Regions from separate parts of the Mus musculus genome. Here region 1 is linked to region 2. Evidence: chromatin contacts called from public Hi-C data. All regions are on one chromosome and are shown on one strand. Each heading gives the region's core, a stretch centred on a gene start, on an enhancer-like site or on the middle of the called end of the contact. The rest is flanking DNA. Distances are from core to core; before and after follow the strand shown. Region 1 overlaps Zfp469 (zinc finger protein 469). Region 2 has its middle 16 kb from the start of Gm39268.

What was found. A called contact is a pair of places that touch in the nucleus more often than the background predicts.
Region 1: a Hi-C map of bone marrow-derived macrophages shows a contact between it and region 2, with 51 read pairs. The contact joins two enhancer-like sites. A contact is called at or near these places in 3 of 39 promoter capture datasets (the 3T3-L1 cell line, 3T3-L1-derived adipocytes and the HPC-7 cell line), 1 of 15 datasets of contacts at CTCF or cohesin (embryonic stem cells), 33 of 484 Hi-C or Micro-C datasets (the AML12 cell line, the BV-2 cell line, the HL-1 cell line and 16 more), 10 of 115 datasets of contacts at active chromatin or transcription factors (bone marrow-derived dendritic cells, bone marrow-derived macrophages, embryonic stem cells and 4 more) and 3 of 9 other capture datasets (adipose tissue, embryonic stem cells and pancreatic islet).

What each region holds. Positions count from the first base shown.
Region 1 is chr8:122,262,288-122,268,076 of GRCm38.p6, forward strand. It overlaps Zfp469 (zinc finger protein 469), which reads left to right. Exons shown (of 3, transcript NM_001362883.1): 3 at 1-5,789. Among named protein-coding and RNA genes, the nearest start is that of Zfpm1, 17 kb to the right of the region's middle. Within about 2 kb of position 3,119, at least 23 of the 459 cell types and tissues checked have an H3K27ac peak or open chromatin away from gene starts, as enhancers often do. A contact at or near this core is called in bone marrow-derived macrophages and muscle stem cells, where this site is marked.
Region 2 is chr8:122,131,140-122,137,029 of GRCm38.p6, forward strand. It overlaps a transcript of Zfp469 not described here. Among named protein-coding and RNA genes, the nearest start is that of Gm39268, 16 kb to the right of the region's middle. Within about 2 kb of position 3,047, at least 19 of the 459 cell types and tissues checked have an H3K27ac peak or open chromatin away from gene starts, as enhancers often do. A contact at or near this core is called in bone marrow-derived macrophages and muscle stem cells, where this site is marked.

The sequences.
Region 1 (5,789 bases), core at 1,869-4,368, 130 kb after region 2:
AGGCACCCACCGATGCACACTCGGCCTTGCTTGAACACAACCAGACTGTCCCCTTCCTGCTAACCAGAGATGACCCAGCTGTCACCTCCTTCCCACTCCCCACCTCGGACCTTGATATGGAAGATGACGCTAAGCTGGACAGGCTCATCACCGAGGCTCTCAACGGCATGGAGTACCAATCAGATAATCCTGAGATAGACAGCAGCTTCATTGATGTCTTTGCTGATGAGGAGCCTTCAGGCTCCAGGGGGCCCAGCACTGGGCATCCCCTCAACAATCAGGTGGGATCAATTTCCAAGAATGGTACCCAGCCCCAGCTCCCATCCAAAGCTGCTGTGCCAGAACCCCAAGCCCCCTGCACTGGAAACAGGAGCCACCCAGCCCGAAACAGGCCCAAAACCCGTTCCCTGGGCCTTGCATCTGTACAGGCAGATGCGACCACCCTGGTCAGGCAGCAGAGGAGAGGGAAGCAATTCAAGTTGTTTCGGAAAGAGCCCGGTATGGCCAAGGGTACTAACAGTCAGGCCAAAGCCATCTGCCTGAGGCCAAGAAAGAAGGGTCACAGTGCAGAGCATCCCCGGCCCCAGGCTCGCAAAAGTCAGACTCGCAAGGGCCACGCTCGTGCAGATCACAGCATCTCCAGAGCCACCTCCAAAGAGACGAGGAGCTCCAAGCACCTGCAGCTGCCCTCTGGGAAGGACTCCAGGAAGAGGAGGGGGCGGGGCGGCTCCTGGAGCAAGGAACTCATCCACAAGATAGTGCGGCAGAAAAACAGGCGCCACGGGCAGCAGGCACCACGGAACCAAGTCTCCCATGTCCCCCCGCTGCCTGGAAGACCACCTAGCACCCAGGAGGGCAGGCTCAGCGGGCAAGGCTGTGCCTCTGAATCTGAGGAAGAGGCTGGTATGCAGCAGCGGCGGGATTTGGGGGGTCCTGCCCAAGGCTGTTCCCCCCACAGCCGCCAACGGTGGCGCCAGGGCAAGAAGAGGAAGAAAGAAGATTTGACCCAGAACCCAAGGAAGGTCATGCGGCAGGAGGCTGGTGAAAATGGGGGCTCTCCCACTCCAAGGACTCAAAGCCTGTTGCCGAGTTCGGAAGCTGGAGAAGTCTCTGTGGAAAGAGGACTTGAGCATCGTGGCCATCCCATAATAGCCCCAAAACATCCTCCCCGGGTCCTCGCCACCACCAAGACCCAGGAGAAAAACCATGCAGCCCTGGACTTCCCCCAGGAGGGCGAGAAGCCTGAAGTTGCTGCTGATACCACTGAGCTCAGAGAGAGACCCAGTTCTCCAGCTCACTGTGGTGGGGAAAGCCCCAGACCCGCTGCTCCAGTGCCAGCACGGGCTGGCAGTCCATCAGGGAGCCACCCTGAAACACTATCGGGAAACAGCGTGCCAGTACCAGATGCAGGCTGTCTTCTGGGCACTTCTGGATGCATGAAGCCCCCGACTTTGCATACCAGAGAGGACTCTGCCTCCCAGCCTGGAAGGTGCCTGGTACCCATCGATAAGCTGGCAGACATGTTCTACACTGAATCCAGCCTCCCGGTTTTCAAGAACTCGAGTCCTGGTTGTGACCCTGACCACTGTGACAGGCGCTCTCTAGAGTGTCCAGCTGCCAAAAGAGGATCCCTGCCTAACAGTGACACCTGTGAATTGTTCCTTGGATCCAAGGACCTAGCCTACTGTTTCCCTGACGATCTGTACACCAAGCCTTTAGCTATGGACCCGTTGCCTGCCCGAAGCTGCTACCTTAGCCAGGACAGTATGGAGACCCTTGAGTCAACACCATCCAAGAGTCCACCCTACCCAGTTGAAACAGACCCAGGGAAGGTGCATTCGCCACTGACCTTAGAGTCCACATCCCTGTTTGCAGGGCTGCCTGAGGACGGATTTGACCCACCACTCTATGACAACTTGTCAGCAAACAGGGTCACCCACGGACCACTGGCAGGTCCTGACCCTCTCCCTAAGAAACCTCTGGCAGATCCTCTGTACCCGCCATTCTTGCTGCTGGAGGAAATTTCTCCGGTGCTGCCTGGCTCCTTTCCTGGTCTCTCCAAGGGAAAGACAGTCAGCAAGCAGTGTCCCTCGGAACAGACGGTGCCTCCCCGCCCTCCCGCTGTGCCTGAAAAGGGAAGTGAATGTAGCAATCTGTGTGAGGACGAACTGGAGATCAAAAGATTGGTGACTGAATTAGAAAGCCAACTGCAGGGGGAAGGGAGCACAGTGGGCACCTCGGGAGAACCGGAGGAAGCTACACAGGAAGGCAAGATGGACACAAGCCCAAAGCAGGCCTCCCTTCTACCCACAAATCCAGCCACCTCAGCCCAGAGGGAGCCAGCAGAAGACATTACAGGTCTTGAGGGATCAAGTTCACATCAGGAAAGGGCCCTGAAGAACCCCCAGAAACAGTGGCCCTACCCAGCTTCCTGCCACACAGAAAAAGCAGCACCTCCCTGTGGTATCCAGGAGAACCCAGGATGCGGGGCTCCCCTCAGCCTGGAAGGATTCACACTCGGTCTTCAGAGAACTCGGGAGACCATTATCCCCGACGCAGACAGTCAGATCCCCCTAAGTGACCGCCTGCCTGACTCCAGCAACCAACAGGTGGCCTTGCTGCATGCTGGGAGTTTAGCCAAGGACAGCCCGAAGCATGGGCTTTTGTTTCCTAAAAATAATGAAGCCCCTGGGACCCAGAACTCGAATGCCCCACCGCTGCTTCCTGGTAAACACACAAGAGGACATTCTCTAGACCCATTCTGTGAGGCCCAGGAGCCCTGCCCAACTTCCCCTGCACTGGAAGGATTCAACAGCCCCAGTGCCCACCCGGCCCTAGAACCCAACTTGATACTTAAGGGTGATGAGGAAGTCACCTCCCTTCCAAGTGCCAGTCTCAGCCATGGCTCTAAGGGTCACTCTGAAGACCAGGCAGGGAGTTCTATAGGAGCTGTGCTTAACAAGCCTATTGCCAAGGACCTGGACTTTAAGGGGGCGTCTGCACCTGCAGGGACCTCTCCACAATCCACCCTTCAAAGTGGTGGTAGGGCTTGGTCTCATCCCGTGCCAGATCCTCCCTGGGAGCCCAGTGCCAGCATTGGACAGAGGCGCCAGGACCCAGCCTGCTGTTCCTTTCCTCTGCGTCAGGTCCTGGATGCTACAGCCAAGAGCAGAGAGAACGCCCAGGGCCTTCAGTCTGGGGACCCCTCAGTGACAGGAGGGGCCCGTATGAAAGAGGACTCCTCAAGGGCTGTAAACGTGTCAGCTCTTCCTGCAAACATCCAGAAGCAGCTGAGGTCCAAGGCAGATGGACGTCTTGGCTCGCCTAGTCAACCTGAAAAGATCAAGGGCCAGGGTCAAGCCAACAGACTCCAGCCAAAAAGCTGGAGGAGCCTGGAGGACCCAGATGCACTCAACAAGGTCAGTGCCCATTTGGAAGCTAGGCCGGCCAGGGGCAGAAGGCCACGCCAGGGGAACAGAGCAGCCCGGGGCCTTAGGAGACAAGCACTGTTCTCCACCAGCCCCACCGACCCTGATAGCACATCCTTGCTTCCAATCCAGAAGGCTTGCCCTCTCCAGAAGGAGCCTGCAGAGAGAAGCCCAGAGAAGGCCGCCAGCCCACAGCCATTGTTTAGCCAGGAGAATCCCGCTCCCTCCAATAGAGACCTGGCCGCATGTGTCTTCTCCACCAGGCCTCAAGCCACACCTACTCCCAGTGACCTTGAGCCGATGCCCCAGGAAGACCCTGAGACCAGAGTCAAGCCTAGTAAGCCACTAGCACCTTCCTCCTACAGAGACCTACCCAGCCCCGATGATCAGCCAACCTGTCCTGTCTTGGTACCTCTGGGTGCCAGTTATGGCCTAACCACCAAAGAGGCTGAACCCCCAGCATCCCCTACACTATTGGTGACAAGCTGCTGTGGCCCTGAAGAGCCTTTATCCCAGCACTCTCTGCTGGGGACCAGCAGTCCCAAGGACCCTCCCGTAGGCTCACTTGGCTCCATCAGTTTCTCGGCCCCTGTATTACTAGAGAGGAACAGCCCCAAGGGCATCGCAGTAAGAACATTAGAAGATTCTGGAAAAGAGGAGCTGAGGCTATCTCCTGCCCATTCCTCCGCTCCTCCCCTAGGGGATCCCAGCTCCCCTAAAATGACCATCGAAGCTGCCCCTCTGACCAGCATTGCCCCCAAAGATGGCCTAGATTCAGGTGAGACACTTGAGGTGCCAGCCCCCCACTGCATGGGAGCCCCATCCCTCAGCAACCCAGAAAGGACATACTCCAAGGGCCCTTCCTTAGGGCCTGTGAGCAGCACTCCTTGCCCTGGCCACGGGGAAGGCCGCGGCATTATAGCTGTGCCCACAGACCTTGCCACACTGGAGACTACAGGGCCAGACTCTCAAATCTGCCAAGAAGATGGGGCAGACGTCAGCATCAAGGAACAGGACAACCCAGAAACACCTGGGACAAGACACTGCAATGTGACAAAGGTAGCCAGAGCCAATGCCCGAGGCATGCCCACAGGGCTCCACTTGACCCTAGAAACTCCTCTGAGCGGCACATCCAGCGACTCCAGGTCTGACTCTCCTCAGTACCACATCAGTATCTCCCATCGCCCTCCCCAGAAGAACTTCTCCGACCCCCAAGACCATAAACGGAGGCCCCGTGGACTGAACAAAAAGCCAGAGCATGCAGAGCAGACCCCAGCTGAGCTACCCGAGACCTGCCAGCTCTGCTCAGCCTCCTTCCGCTCCAAAGCGGGCTTAAGCCGGCACAAAGCCAGGAAGCACCGGCCACAAAGGGAACCTAGATCCCTGCTGAGCCCCATGCCTGTGCCTGCTTGCCAGCCTTCAGATCCCATGACCAAAGCATGCCAGACTCCTGGGAAGAAAAGCCACAAGGTGTCTGAGAAGGGAAGACCGAGTCGCCCGGCCCTGGGGGCTGGCCGCTCTTCTGGACCACCTCCCCTCCAGGACACCATGGGTCCTGAGATACTAAAAAGGACTAGTGAGAAATCTGAGGGAGCTGGGACACTAGACACTCCCCTCAGCCAGCACCCACCCACCCTAGGCCTCAGTGAGCAAGGAGAGAGTGCAGAGGTTCCTGCCTCAAAACCAAGGAGAGCAGACAGATGGGGAACAAACCAGCTCCATCCTGACCAGACAGAAGTGAGGGGCAAGAGGCAAGGTGGACAGCCTGCCGATTCCCCCAGCCACCCAGAGAGGAAACCTAACAGGAAAGGGGTAAAGCTGAGGGCAAGGAGGCAGAAGCATGGTCCCGGAGGCACTACCCACGTGACTTCAGACCTACCAACCGCCTGTGGCCATCCTCTCATCCCCCTGAGCCTCTCGCCTGAGGGAGGATGCAGGCCAGCTGTCAGGCCTCCACCTCCATCCTCCACAGGAGGACCCAGAGCACTGGAAGATGCTGAAGACGTTGGTCCAGGGGCCCTGTGTACAGAGGAGGTACCAGCACAGAAGGCCCCCCAAGAGCATCCGGTCTGTCAAGGGACGATAGAGAAGGAGCATCCGGTGGAACAGAAGGCCACCTGGACACAGTGGTTCTGGGGACCAGAAGAGGCCACGGCATCGGACATTAGTGGAGAACCTTCACGGGCTATTGAGAGCCAGCCTACAGAGGACCACACAGGAGTCAAAGGCAGGTCCGATGAGGGCACTGGGAAAGGGACACCTGACTTACCTGACAGGACACACAGTTCTGAAGTGGACAACACCATCAGTAGCTACCCCCAGGGACCTATCAAAGACCCGGAAACCCAGAATGAAGTCCAC
Region 2 (5,890 bases), core at 1,797-4,296:
GGTATTAGGACCACTAGGGCTACACTGTGCCTGCCACTGGGCTCCGTGGGGTTTGGCAATGCCTGCCTTAGCCGTATTTTTCAAGGGTTGGTGGGTTGACACATCTCCCAGCATTGTGGAGGCAGTAGTCTGGAGCTGAGCTGTGCCCCTTTCTAAGCCAATCCCAGTAGCAGCTTTGAGTAGCTGAGTCCAGTTTCTTACCCTGAATGTAATGATCTACAAATGACGCACTTCCATCTTTTATGCCAGACTCAAACTTCAAAGTTACCCCCCCACACACACACACACACCAGTTGATGAACACCTAGTCCAGCCCCACAGCTTGGCCCCTGTGAACAGTGCAGCACTCAGTGGGGATGTGCAGGTGCCTCTGCCATAGGCTTAGAGTCCTCGAGGTGGATTCCAGGATTGCAGTTCTCCCTCCATCCCTTACGTTAACCTGGTGACATCTACTCAAATCCAAACAATGTTCCATTCTCAGCCTGCTGTGCGTATGGCGCCTTCCCGCCAGCTCTCTTGCCTTTGGGTCATCTCAGGGTCTCATTCCCTCTCCTTCCCTTTACTAGGTGTGGGTCTCCAGGTAGAGGATGCTTGGGAAGGAAGGCACCACCTCAGGGATGCAGGGATACAGAGATGTAGGATGCAGGGAGAGATGCAGGGATGGGGAGAGAGAGATGCAGGAATAGAGATATGCAGTAATGTAGGGATACAGAGATGAAGGGATGCAGGGAGAGATGCAGAGATGCAGGGATACAGAGATGCAAGGATATATAGATGCAGAGTTGCAGGGATGCGGGGAGAGATGCAGGGATACAGAGATGCAGGGATGTAGGGATACAGAGATGCAAGGATACATAGATGCAAAAATACAGGGATGCAGGGATACAGAGATGCAAGGATAAATAGATGCAGGGATGGAGGGAGAGATGCAGGGATACAGAGATTCAGGGATGGAGGGATACAGAGATGCAAGGATACATAGATGCAAAAATACAGGGATGCAGGGATACAGAGATGCAATGATATATAGATGCAGGGATGCAGGGAAACAGTCCAGTTCAGCTTGGAGAGAATTCTCTCAGGGGCATAGAAATACCCTGTGTGCTTCTTGAGATCTTTCCCATGCGCCCTGCAGCTCAGACATTCACGGTGGGGGAATTGTTTTGTGTCTCTGAGACCTACTTGCCCACCATGTGTGACTGTGCAGGCAGGCCCCAGGCTTGCCTTGCTAAAGCTGCGCCCCTCCAGGGTAGGGGACAATGCTGGACACCCATCAGGAATCACATACAGAGAAGCGAGCAGGAGGGGGTGGGTAGGAGATACCTTGGGACCCTGGCTGGGCCTGGCCTCGGGCTTCATGGCCTTCTTCCTGCAGGATCTGTGACCCACGTGGGCCTCTAGCTTTGCTCTCTGTTCCTGCCAGCCTTTGGCACCAGTATTTTGTGGCAAATGTTAGGCTCATAGTCACAGAGCCCATTTTTTTTTTCCAGACCCTACATCCAAATCATAGGCAGAGTCCCCTCCTACCAGGGCCCTGAGAGAGACGTTCAGGTATCACACAGTCTCTAAGCCCTGCAGGCTCCAGCTGGTGGCTGTCACCCCAGCCCCCACCTTCTGCCCTCACAGCTCATTCCTCTGCTCTTACAGAGACCATGGTCACTGGGCGAGGGCCCTTAGCCCAGGGTAATCTCACCTAGACTAACTGAGAAGCTCTGGCTTCTAAATGAGCCCATGCTCAGAGGGCCCCTCTAGAGAGGTTTTGGAGGCACACACCGGACCTTACCACGGCAGGGTAGGCTGGACCCACACTCTTGGGCCGTCATTCGCCTTTCGTGAATTGGGAAAGCTCCAGACTCATGGGTGGGGGTTAGACAGATCCAGGCAGATGCATGCAGAACAGGCCCTCGAGTATGCTAGCCTCCACCTGGGCTGTGTGACTTGAGGCTGCACCTTCTCTGTCAATCAAATGGGCCACCAGCCCCTGCCTCCTAGGAAGATTCTAGGACTCTTACAGTAAATGTCATGACAGTCCTATCAGGTCAGAGGGGCTGAGCCAGACCCGGGGTCCTGTCCCCTTCCCATGATCTGCTCTGAGTGCAGACACGCTTTGGAAGGGAGGAGACATTTGTGTGGCTTGTTTGGGAGCCTCCCACTGAGCTTTCTAAAAATGGCAATGTCTGGGTTTGGGTTTGTCTTTTGTTTTGGTCCCATGTTCTCATTATGAAAATTTGGGAGTTGTGCAAAGGCAGATAAAAGAACAAAAAGATAGCCAGGGACGGCTATAACTCATTCTTCAGTGTATTTACTTTGGACTCTTTTTAAATTCTTGTGAATTGTCTGAGTGGTTGAGATTGTCCCAGAAAAACAGTATTATACAGCTCTTGGGCATCTCAACAGGGTCACATGTCCTTGTGGACTTCATTTTTAGTGTACAATGCAGAGGTCTAGCCTGGGCTCAGAGTATTCTGGGGGTGGATAGGGTTGTGCTATGGATGGAGGGAGCACAGGGTCAGTTAGTGTGTGGGCCAGGGAGAGCCAGTGGTGATGGCAGCTACTTCTTTTGTCTGTCATCCAAGTGAGATAGTAACTGCCCAAGAGACACTGGTAGCCATCACCTGTCCTGGAATTCTGGGCCTTGGAACTTCACACATAAGTGAGTGTATTTTTGCTTCTCAAATAAACCAGCTGAGCCAGAAGGACATAACAGTACAGCGCCAGGGGAAAGAGATAAAGTTGATGTTAATATTTTCACCTGCTGGCAGGCTCCATTGCAAGTCAGATAAATGCTATGTGCAGAACGCCCCGTCCCCACATGCGTGTGTGCCCTGGCATCTCCAAGAGCCTCCTCCTGCACAAACCTTCTTGGCAGTAGGGGACATTGATGGATCTCTGGCTCCTGCTCAGGCCTAGAGATGGGCAGAGTCTGTGCACCTTGCAGGCATGAGAAGCCAGATCTCGAGGGGTGGGGAAGGGAAGCTTGTGTTCCATCCCTGTCACCACTCACAAGACTGAGGACAAGGGTGACAAGGTCCCTGTGGCAGCTTTCTGTGCTCATTTGGCCAAGGTGCCCATGGCCAGGCTGTCTGTTGACCCTGGGGACTCGCCTTGGCAGCCTGGCAGGTGTTTGGCAAACATGTCCAGATTTGAGCTCATGTGCTCTTGAGCAAGATCAGTGCAAGTTTTCTCTCCAGAGCCCTTCTCAGGGTTTCAGCAGTTAGGAGTCAGGAGACGGGTGAGGCACCCGCTCTGGTGACCCAGTGGGCCTGGGGTACCACCTCCTGCCAAGCAAGGATGTCTAGGCCTTGGCCTCTGAGCAGCAGAGCTGCAGGGAGCTTCTGTCTGCCCTTGGCAGCCAGTCAAGGACAAGGCTCCTGAAGAACTCAGCAACTGAGAATACACAGCCTGGAAGCTGGATCACACGGCCAGATGCTGCCCACTAAAGGACCGTGCACCTTTGGGACCTTCTGATGCTCAAGGGGTAACTCCAGAGCGTTACCTTGCATTCCCACGTCTGAACTGTGTGACCAGCACAGGATACCCACCCCAAGGCCTGTTAACTTCCTTTTCCCTGCCTGCACCCCAGCATAAAAGTCTGAGTGGATGCAATGTTAAGGTTTCAGGGCCTCCTGGGAACCTGGGTATATTGCTACTGTGGAAAGTCTGTCACAGATACCTTGGACGAGGCTGACACAGCTCATGGGGGCACCAGTGTCTTGTTCTAGAGGTTTCTGTGGGAGAGAAGGGCCACGTTCACAGGTGTCCAGTCACAAACAGTTACACTTGGGAAGTGTTTGGTTTTGACATGTCTGCTCAGGCCACAGAGCCTGCTGGATAGACAGCAGAGTCCTCAGAGTGCAGGCACAGAGATGGAGCAGAGCCTGAAGGAATGGCCAACCAAGAACTGGCCCAACTTGAGACCCATCCTGTGGACAAGAACCAGTCCTTGACACTATTAATGATGCTGTGTTATGCTTGCAGATAGGAGCCTAGCATAACTGTCCTCTGTGAGGCTCCACCCATCAGCTGACTGAAATAGATGCAGATACCCACAGCCAAGCACAAAGAGGGCAGGGACTCCACAAGAAGCCAACAGAGTCAACTAACCTGGACCCTTGGGGGCTCCCAGAGACTGAACCACCAACCAAATAGATAGCACACACAGGCTGGACTGAGGTCTATGCACTTATGTAGCAGATGTGCAGCTTGGTCTTCATGCCGGTCTCCCATCAACTGGAATGGGGGCTGTCCCTGACTCTGTTGCCTGCCTGTAGATTCTGTTCCCCTAACTGGGCTGCCTTGTCTGGCCTCAGTGGGCGAGGAAGTGACTAGTCCTGTGTGTGACTTGATGTGCCAGGGTGTGTTGGTACCCAGGGGCGGCCTCCCACTTCTCAGAGGAGAAGGAGAAGGAGAGGGGGAGGGGCTGTAGGGGGGGAGGGGGCCTGGGATCAGGATGTAAAGTGAATAAATAAATCAATGGAGGGGAAAAGGAGAGAACAGATGTTTTGGGGTCATCCTGCACTGGCAGGGAGGAGCCAGAGGGGGGCACTCAGGAGGCAGCAGGAAAGTGGTGATGGGTGTGTGTGTGCAAAAATGAGCGGTGTGCCCTTGTGTAGTGGGCGGCCCACAGTTTCCTCCCTCATTGCTGGTAAACTTCTGCTTCAGTTCCCTGCTGTCTCAGCCTGCAGCCATCTCGAATATCTGCGTATTTGAGCCTCATTTTGAAGATTTGACAGTGCTTGACAGTGAGTTTCCACAGTCGGTTTCCACCGTCAGCATTTACAGCTTCAGTATTTTCAAAAGCATACCGTTTTCCTTGTCCTATCTGAATGAGCTCACTGGCTTCTGTCGGGTCTATGGACGCTGGTCAGTCTGGTTTGAGGAACTCCATGGAGCAGCTCCAAGTGACTGGCTGGGTATCACACTCCTGACAGCCATGGCAACCAATGTGAACTATGACCTTTGAGGTGGCTTTAGTTTCTACTGCATGGAAGCTCTGCTTCACTTCCAAGGGCTTTGTCAGCTTTCTGAGGGATCTGGGAGACCACCCTCTCCACCCTCGGCTGAGGCAGTCTTCCCAGGGACAATGTGGGGAGGACTGTGGCTTTCACTGGTCTCCTGGTCAGCCTTTTTCGTTCCACAGAATGGGCCAGGCTAGGCCAGAGCACGGTCTTCAGGGAGCCAGGTACTCCATTCTGGAGTTTCCTGGCCTCAGAGGGACCTGAGAGTCTGTAGAAGGGTGTGCAGATGTTTGCAGCTTCTTGTCAAGGGGTCATAGTCGACAGCCACCCTCCAGCCAGGAGCCCCAGCAGGCAGCCATGTTCCACTGAGATACCAGGCAGGTGCTCAGACAGAGGCACAAGCACCTGCTTAGCTGAGCGAAGGCTAAAGCAGGAAAGTGCTGGAAATCTCCTGTGACTCCAGGAACCCACTGGGCCCTGGGTTGTTGTGGGGGCCTTGAGATGTGACAGGGGGCTTGCTCAGTGCCTCTCAAGGGAGCCATTAGGTTCCTACAGCCCTGCCTTCTCTATTCCAGAAAGTCAAGTGTCTATTTTTAAGAGAACACCTCATGCCCTGAGAGACAGTTAGTTGAGCTCTTGGGTCCTGCCAGGCAGGAACCTCTGGCCAGGGTTCTCTACCCAAGTCTAAAGAAGGGAAGGGCCATACAGGAACCTACCCAGAAGGCCTTGCACAGGGGTTAATTTTCTGAGACCACTGGATATAGAGTGTGTGTGTGTGTGTGTGTGTGTGTGTGTGTGTGTTGCACAAGTGGGTGTGAACATGTGTGGATATGTGTATTCGGAGCTCATAGGGCAACATTATGTGTCAACCACTCTCCCCTTATTTTTTGAAGCAGGGTCTCTCACTAAACATGGAACTCAGTACTCTGTCT